Linked DNA regions of Sus scrofa: regions 2 and 3 are each linked to region 1. The links are chromatin contacts, called in public Hi-C maps. All regions are on one chromosome and are shown on one strand. The core of a region is the stretch at or near the end of the contact, and the rest is flanking DNA. Distances in the headings are between cores, read along the strand shown. Region 1 holds the start of C1QTNF5 (complement C1q tumor necrosis factor-related protein 5). Region 2 holds the start of THY1 (Thy-1 cell surface antigen). Region 3 holds the start of USP2 (ubiquitin carboxyl-terminal hydrolase 2).

What was found. A called contact is a pair of places that touch in the nucleus more often than the background predicts.
Region 2: a contact with region 1 is called in a Hi-C map of embryonic fibroblasts, with 2.4 times the contacts expected there. The contact joins the promoter of THY1 here to the promoter of C1QTNF5 in region 1. A contact is called at or near these places in 5 of 47 Hi-C or Micro-C datasets (embryonic fibroblasts, epiblast stem cells, liver and 1 more) and 1 of 2 datasets of contacts at active chromatin or transcription factors (skeletal muscle).
Region 3: a contact with region 1 is called in a Hi-C map of embryonic fibroblasts, with 3 times the contacts expected there. The contact joins the promoter of USP2 here to the promoter of C1QTNF5 in region 1. A contact is called at or near these places in 2 of 5 promoter capture datasets (fetal skeletal muscle and liver), 9 of 47 Hi-C or Micro-C datasets (embryonic fibroblasts, epiblast stem cells, fetal heart ventricle and 4 more) and 1 of 2 datasets of contacts at active chromatin or transcription factors (skeletal muscle).

What each region holds. Positions count from the first base shown.
Region 1 is chr9:46,548,728-46,551,454 of Sscrofa11.1, forward strand. C1QTNF5 (complement C1q tumor necrosis factor-related protein 5) reads right to left here and starts at 1,419. Exons shown (of 3, transcript XM_003129940.3): 1 at 1,239-1,419; 2 at 695-951; 3 at 1-339. The coding sequence starts at 1,246. MFRP (membrane frizzled-related protein) reads right to left here. Exons shown (of 12, transcript XM_013979475.2): 11 at 2,425-2,552; 12 at 1,656-2,334. The coding sequence ends at 2,110. It overlaps LOC110255443 (a long non-coding RNA gene), which reads left to right and starts at 1,554. Exons shown (of 3, transcript XR_002335677.1): 1 at 1,554-1,662.
Region 2 is chr9:46,608,697-46,611,423 of Sscrofa11.1, forward strand. THY1 (Thy-1 cell surface antigen) reads right to left here and starts at 1,363. Exons shown (of 3, transcript NM_001146129.1): 1 at 1,327-1,363; 2 at 495-830; 3 at 1-18. The coding sequence starts at 1,363.
Region 3 is chr9:46,589,031-46,591,757 of Sscrofa11.1, forward strand. USP2 (ubiquitin carboxyl-terminal hydrolase 2) reads right to left here and starts at 1,324. Exons shown (of 12, transcript XM_021062972.1): 1 at 1,195-1,324.

The DNA.
Region 1 (2,727 bases), core at 169-2,668:
ACCCCCCAAAGAACTGGAAGAAAGAGGCGATGGACTCGCCATTCTTGACCAGATCGAACTGCAGGCTAGCCCTGTAGACGGTGGCGTGGACGGCGAAGTAGTAGACCCCGGGCACCTGGCAGGTGAACTTGCCCGTGACGGCGTCGTAATGTCCCTGCTCGTTCACCAGCACGCGGTCGAAGGGTAGGGGCGCGTCCGATGGCGGTGGCACTCGGCTCTCGGAGCGCTTGGCGCTGAAGGCGGAGCGCGGAGGCACTGAGCACTCGCCCGCAGGCCCCATCGCCCCCACCGGGCCCGCCTCTCCTCGCGGCCCGGGCTCCCCACGCGGCCCCGGGAGGCCTGCGGGGCGTGGGGGAGAAGCGGAGCGGTTAGGGTGTGCCCGCTGCTCCTCCCTCATCCACCCTCAGCCTCCCAGCCACCACTGCCCGGCCGGGGCCGCCTTGCGCCCCAGGGCTCCCTCCCCTCTTCCTACAGGGCTTGGGGCAGATCTGAGGATCCCAGGGGTTGTGGCTCCCGCCGCTGAGTCACCCTCTCCTCTCCCGGCTCTGGGAGCCGCCGGAGTCGGGAGTGGGGGTGGGGTGTGGGACAGGAGCGGCGCCCCCTTGGTGGGAAGATCGAGCCCCGGGCCCGGAGAGCGGAATCGGGCCGGGCTAGCTCCGACGTCCCCACGGATCGCAGCGGAGGCGCCTCTTACCCGGCCTCCCGCCCTCGCCTTTCTCTCCCGGAGCCCCGGGCGCGCCGTCGCGGCCATCGCGGCCGTCGCGGCCGGGCAGGCCCTGGCTGCCGTGGTGGCCCGGCGTGCCAGGAAGGCCGGGGTGCCCTGGGCACAGGCTGGGGATCTTGTTGTCGTCCAGTGGGGGCGAGCCGGCCGCGAGACCCAGGAGCAGCAGGGCGAGGAGCGGCCTCATGGCGCCGGCACGCGGAGCCCAGACGCCGGGGGCCTCTGGTCGTCTGTGGGCCGGGCAGGACAGGAGTCGGGACCCAGAATCCCGCGACAAGCCTCGCTCCCGGCCTCGGCGTGGTCGGCGTGGGACCCACCCCACTGCCATGCGCCTGAGAGAGGCTGAGCGGCCGCGGGAGGATGAAGAACCCGGCGCCCCTAGATCCGAGAACCCCCGGGAGCACCGCGCAGCGGGGAAGGGAGAGGCCGACCCTCCCTCCCCCTCCCCCACGGGCCGGCGCCCAGGCTTTCCCACAGTCCCCTCCCCCAACTCCGTTTCCCCGCCCCCCCCACTCACCCCTCCATCCTGGCTCGGGGGAAGCTCGCGCTCTCTCTGGCCTCCTTTGGGGCGCGCTACTCCGGACCCTCCAGCTGAGCCCTGCTGCCTGCCCTGCACTTCTCTCTAGCCCCTGCCCTCGGCGCCTCCCTGGCCCTGGGTCGTTCCTTGCCGGCTGCTCTGCTCCTCCCAGACTCCAAGAGGAAACCAGTTGTTCAGGGGCCAAGAACCCGGGCTGGGAAATAGCAGGGAAATAACTCGTGGTGTCGCCCGGCGGCCGGCCAAAGTTTGGGAGAGAAAAGAGAGAGAGAGAGAGATTTGAGCCAGGCACAGAGAGGCAGAACCGCGAGAGACAGATGCTCAGGGCGCCTACAACTCCAAGGAGCAGGCAGGAGAGATGGTGCTGTGACAGAGACCAAGGGCAACACTCTAGACCAGGAGAAAGGTAAGATGAGACCTGAGGGTGGAAGGTTCCAGCAGCAGTAGACAAAGCAGCTTCCCAGTGCTCAGAACAGGGCTTGCCATGTAACTAAGCACTCAGTACATTTTTGTTGAGTAAATGAAAATGTCAGAAGGTGAGTGGCGGAGAGCCTGAAAAAGCAGGTAGCAAATTGGGGTCAGAGGCTTGGGTGGGAAGTGGTCCAGATTGTTGGTGGTATAGGTGGTGGAGTCAGGCCAGCTGTTTGCAGCAGCTGGAGCAAGTAAAGGGATGGGGAGGGATCTGGGAAGGTGGGAGGGTCCCATTAGCCCCAAGGACTTCTCTTCCCCTCCCTGGGGAGACCCAGAGGAGATGGGCAGAGTCCCATGCTGGCCCCCTTCCTTTGCTTCTCTGCTTGCCTGCCCTGATAGGCAAAGGAGGATGGGCAGCAGAGGGCAGGGGCCGGCTTCAAGGTCAGGGCTGGGCACAAGACTCCAGGCCAGCTGCCTCGGGCAGCCTGTTGCAGTTGAAGGGCCAGGGGGTGCCCAGGAGTGCCAGGCCAGACTGGCACTGGCGCTCTGCCTCCTGGCAGACAGAGCGGCAAGGGGGAAGGACACTGCCTAGCGGGGTGCAGTGGGGCACAAGCAGCCCGCAAAGGAGCCTCCGGAAATTCTGGTAGCAGGGCAGACTTGTCAGGCTCTGTGGAAGAAGGAGATCAGCCCTCAGGCATCCTGCTCCCCAGGTTCCCTCCCCTTTCTGGGGGTCCCTCATTATCTCTGCGCAGAGCACCTTGTAACCTCTGAGGAGCTCCACCACCTCCTCCTGGGTGGCCATGCCCACCCAGATGTTAGGGAAGGCCGTGGTGTTGTAGCTCAGACCGATGCACATCTCCACCTGGACAGGCTCACAGGCCAGCTCTGCAAGGATGGGAGGGGAGGGTCACTCTGGGGAACACTCACAAGTCACCTAATTGCTCTGTATGGGTCAGATGGGGGTTGTCGTGAGGATCAGAGATAACAGGGAGAGATGCTTTATACATGTTGAGGATTCCTCTTCTCGAGAATGGGCATTATTCGCCAGCCCTGCGCATCA
Region 2 (2,727 bases), core at 113-2,612, 60 kb after region 1:
CACACTTGACCAGTTTGTCTGTGGAGAGAACGGGGTGGAGAGGCAGGGCAGGAATGAAGAGGGACCAGGACTCAGCAGGCCCAGGCCCAGAGCAAGGCCGCCCTCCCATGGCGTCTGGGCTGGAACCAGGGCCAACCTGGTGGAACAGAACCAACCATCTTTCCCATTTGCCAGTTCCGGAGCCCTTGAACAAGTATCATCACCAGAGAACTATGGCTGACGTAGCTAGTGCCATCCCGTTTTCCAGGTGGCGAGAAGGTGTAGGGATGCCAAGTGACCTGCCCGCAGTCATGGGGGAAGTGTCCGCCACCACCGTCCGCCCGTCTGCCTGTCCCCTTAGCCCTTCCCCTGTTCTCGCTGAGGGCATGATTTCCGCCGGGAACAGGCAGCAGTGCGGGGAGAGGGGAAGGGTCGGGAACCACTGTCCTCTCGGGCCCGTTCCTCCCCAGCCCACCTCTCCCAGCTCACTCAGTCTTGTCGGGGGCTTGCCTCACCTCTGAACACAGAGATATTCTTGCTGGAGATGCTGGGCGTCTGGCCAGAGAGGTGGAGTTCGCATGCGTAGATCCCCTCATCTTTGGTAGTGAAGCCTGATAAGTAGAGGACCTTGATGTCGTACTTGCTGGAGAAGTTGGTTCGAGAGCGGTAGGAGTGCTCAGGGACCCCCACAGTGCCCAAGAGCACGTGCTTCTTTTTCTCGCGGGTCAGGCTGAACTCGTACTGAATGGGCAGGTTGGTGGTATTCTCATGGCGGCAGTCTAGACGAAGGCTCTGGTCCACCAGGCAGGCTGTCAGGCTGGTCACCTTCTGTCCACGGGCCACCTGCAAGACTGACACCAGCAGTGCCCCCTCCAAGTTGGGGAGGACCTGCAGAGCAGGGGAGCTCCCCACCCATATTGACAGCAGAGAAGGGCCTGGCTAGGGAGGGCATAGGGGTCTGCTCTCTGAGTACCTCTCTCCACCCAGAGGTCCGTGAGGGCTAGTCCGCCTTCCCCAGGGCAGACGCCAGCCTATCTCCCTCGTCTCCTCCAGTCCTGGGTCCCACCAGTATGTTCCAGTGGCAGGAGACCTCGGGGAGTTGATGCAACTTCCCGGTCCCCAATGGGAGATTTCCAGCTCAATATGGGGCAGGCTCAGAGACTTGTGTTTCTAAAAACCATCCCAGGGAGTCAGATCAACTAGGCTGCTCAGCTGACTTAGGGATGAAAAGGAGCCCTCTCTCCCTTAGTCACCCCTGCCTTCTGAGGTTGTGTGGAAGAAGCTAGCTTCTCTGAGGGGAAGGAAGCCAGGGTGCTTGGAATCCCAGCCCCGCCGCCCGCCTGGTACCTGTTAGCAAGAGAGCGATGCCAATGGTAGGGTTCATGGTGCCGGGGAGCTCAGTCCTGGACCTAGGCGTGCAACAGGGTGGGAATCAGCCAAGAGGCGGGGCAGGTGTGCCCACATTTACTGCCAGGCCTGGGGGCCCCTGGGAGACATGCCATAATGGCCATGGGGGGCATCCAAGCCCCTCTCTGTAGCCCTCTCCCCTCCCACCTCTCAGTGAATGTGACAGACACTCGGCTCTTCCCAGTCAGAGAAAGCAAGAGGGATGGAGAACATACCCTTTGGTGGTGGGTATCTGTGCTGAATGCTTACTAGTTGGGTGACTTTGAGTAAGTGTCTTGAAATTACCACTTCCTCTTCCCTTCAGGAAGATAGGGACTTCCTATTTTTTAGTAAAATTCGCAGAACATAACATTTATTATTATAACCATTTTTGGCGGGGCTGTGCCTGTGGCATGCAGAATTTCCCCAGCCAGGGTCAAACCTGAGCCACAGCAGTGACAATGCCTAGTTCTTAACTCCCAGGCCACCAGGGAACTCCTCTCCTAAACCATTTTTAAGTGTACAGTTCAGAAGTGTTAAGTTCATTTACATTGTGGTGCAACCAATTTCCAGAACTCTTGACATCCTGCAAAACTAAAACGCTCTACCTGTTAAACAAAGACTTCCTATTTCGTATTCAGAAGAAAATCCCCGATGGCCAGACCTTTCTGGCAGATAACAGATGCCTGAAAGATACTGAACGAAACTGGGCTTTAGATACATAACACGGGGCCGTGATGGAGATTAAGAAAAATGACAAACATTTGGCACTGTAAGTAAGTGATCCACAAACATTAATTTCCTTTCTCTTAGATGACTGTGTGGCCAGGGATGACGTCAGGTATGTGTGGGGCCCCAGGTAGGATTGTACTTGGCCCACAGCGAAGGGTGTGAGGAAAACGGCAGTGCTGTCCTATTGCAAATGCGTGCATGTGTTCTCTGCCTTGGAACCAAGACCTTTCCAATTCTCTAGCTCTCCAGGAGGAATTCTTGGGCTTGCAGTTTTCCAGTTTGGCTTCCATAGCCTCCCTGCCTAGGTTCTCTGCCCTGTCTTATTTTTGCAGCCTAGGCTGAATCAATATTCTGGCAAGGAGACACAGAGCAGGTAGCCTAGCCTGTCCGCAGCGGAGTTCTCCAGGGAGAGGCCACAGGAGGGGGGTCGGCCGGGTGCGCAGGGCGCGCGACTCGCGGCTTCCAGGGTCCCAGGCGTTCAGCCCAGCTCCCAGAGGTGGGGAGGGAGGGGCGAGGCTGGGGTACTGCGGCGCCCGCGGACGCAGTCAACTCCTTCCCAGACCCCTGCCGAGAGGGACCCGGAGGTGCTGCTGGGGAAGAAAGGGGGACTGACATCTGGTTTTGATTAGC
Region 3 (2,727 bases), core at 74-2,573, 40 kb after region 1:
GTCCAGTCCACCCACCGGCAAAAGGCCGGGCCCTCTTGGGCTCCTTCCTCCTTTGCCTAGAAAAATACAGCAAGTGCAGCTTCCCCGGGGCTCCCGGGAGCAAGCCCAGCTGCTCTGGGGCAGTTCCACTCTACCTGTAGGAGTGCTCAGGATCCCGGAGCCCAAGGAGTGGGGCTGGCTGGGCAGGGTCACAGGAGGAAGGAGCAGGATTCTTAACCTCTCGGCTCTTGGTGCTCTGGTCTGCTCCCAGTCTGTCTGGCCTGTTTCTCGATGGCTCTCCCTGAGGACTGGGAGTACCCAAGATGGGGCCTCCACCCTGTCTCAGCAGAGGCTACTGACTCAGCTCCGGTCCTGATGATGCACTTCAGAGGACGCCCTTGTCCCCGGCCCTCATTCCAGTCCTCATTCCGACCCCGGCTTGACATTATCTACAGCATCAGAGAAGGGGTGGCTGATCCAACCCCAGCTCAACCAGCTCTCCTTTTCCTTGGGTTCTCATTGGGGGACCTTCTCATGCCTGTGCCTGGGGAGGCGAGCAGCAGCAGGATCTCCAACTCGGCCCCATTCGAAGAGCAGCCAGGTCAGGAGGTAGATGCTCACTCCTTAGAGGACAACTAGAATGGATTGGCCAGGGCTCCCTTTGGCTGTTAAATATAAGTTACTAGCCTTAGAGCACCGCGTGCCTGCTTCTGGTTTGGGATTGGTGAAGATTTCAAAGATGCCTCTTTCTGGTTTGGGATTGGTGGAAAATCTCCCCTTCCACTTAAATGCTACCCTCCCCCCACCCCACCCCCTTTGGCAAACCGACCAGAGACAGCCCCCAGGAGCTTTGACAGAGGGAGTAAATGAGCTGCTCGCACACGTGGGGAAAGGATTGTCAGTGTCCAGGCGTCACTCTCAGCCACATCCCACCCAGGGCTCAGAGACCTGGACCTGCCCAAGCAGCGTTTCCGTAGAACACACTGATTAGCGCACAGATGGCTCTTCCTGGCACCCTGGGCTGTCAGCTGGTGCCCCCCCTCCCCCCTACAACTGGTACCCACAGCTGGAGATCTTCAGCGCAGCTGGAACTCGCCCTACATTTCTAGTGCCCATTCTGCCCAGCCTGTCGTTGGCACCTCACTTTCTGAGCCTCAAACAACACTGCCCTCCGCATCACCCCTCCCCAGTATCCGACAGGTGGCAGGTACCTGCCTCTTCTCCGAGGATGGACGAGTCGAGCCGGGCACAAGCATGGAGCTGCGGGTGAGTCCTGACTGGTACTGGAGCGGCGCAGTGAGCAGCAGCTGACGCAGAGGGCTCCCTGGTCTCCGCTCCAGCCCGCCTCTCCCCCACCTCCGCCGGGGGCCCAGAGAGGACCTCCCCGGGAAATCGGCGCCACCCAGCGGGCAGCTGCCTCATTGCGCCGGGGCCGTCAAAGTCACACCCCGCGTTTCGCGTCACTGAGACGCATCACGGCTATTGGCTTTTTGCTATTGTGGCGTCATTAGACTCCGCCCGGCCAGGGTCTCCCAGGCGACCGATATATACAGAGAGCCACGTGAAGGAAAGGTGAGTTTGGAGGCGGGGTGGAGCACAACGAGAAGGGTCCCAATGCGGCAAGAATGTGGCACGACGGGAGAGGTGTAAGGTACTGGGAAAGAGGAAGCGTCTTGGGGGGAAGGGTCAGAAGTTGAGTCCCAGGGCATATATAGCAGCTTTTAGTATTTAGGGAAGGCTAAATGTTCCTCTCCTTCCCACCCGACCAGGAGCGGACCTGTTTTTTTGCCTCTTCTCTTTTTTCTCTACTCTTTAAGACTCTCCACTCAGTAACAGGAGACCAGTGATTAGTGATGACCCCTTGACTGGGTGAACGGAGGCACTGAGTCAATGGAAGGATTCTCTTTTGTCTTTTCAGAAAAAGCCGAAAGGAAATTTGAATTTTTGCCGCTCCTTTTCTTTGTGTATAACCTTTCTCTACTTACACTGCGGTGGTGAAGAAAACCGCATAGCCATGTAGATTGGTGCCGGGGCAAGTCCAGGTTTTCAATTTCACCTGGACCATCAATCCTTTCGTGCCCTTAGCTGCTTCTCTTGTTCTTATGCAAGGCTGGTATTTCTGCCCATCATCACTCTGAAGTCCCTTCTTGTCTTCTCTTTCCCAGAGAAACTAGAAGCAATCAGGAGGAAAACACTTAAAGTTCTTCCTACAAATATATCCAAATCCAGTGTTCCCTCTGCTCCAAGAGCAGTGAAAGAAGTGTCCCGCTTCTTGTCCAGGACAAATCCCTTCTGGATTTCAACTCTTTAATTGTTCCTTAGTGTTACCTGAAAACTGGGTTCACCTCTTGGTGGGCTTCAAGCCAAAAGACACAACCAAGCCAAAGATTGGAAGAAGGTAAAATTTATTACTTGTAGCAAGTAAGAAGAACACCGGGGCAGGGTGTGTGTGTGTGTGTGTGTGTGTGCGCGCGCGCGCGTGTGCACGGCGGTGTCTTTCCCCAAGCAGTGTATCCTGGAACAGCAAAATTGGGGAAGTTTAAAGCTAAGGGTGCATGCATATTCATGAAGGGCCTTGAGCCAAAGAGAATTCACAATAGAATTGAGGCAAAGGTTGCCAGAATCCAAGCTTTAGTTGACTGAAGTCAATGAGGGTCAGCAAAGGTCAACATCATTCCTTAGTTTCAGACCAGGGTCTCAGCTGGTAGTTACATAGTTACCATCCTCCATGGGGGGGGGGCTTAGTTC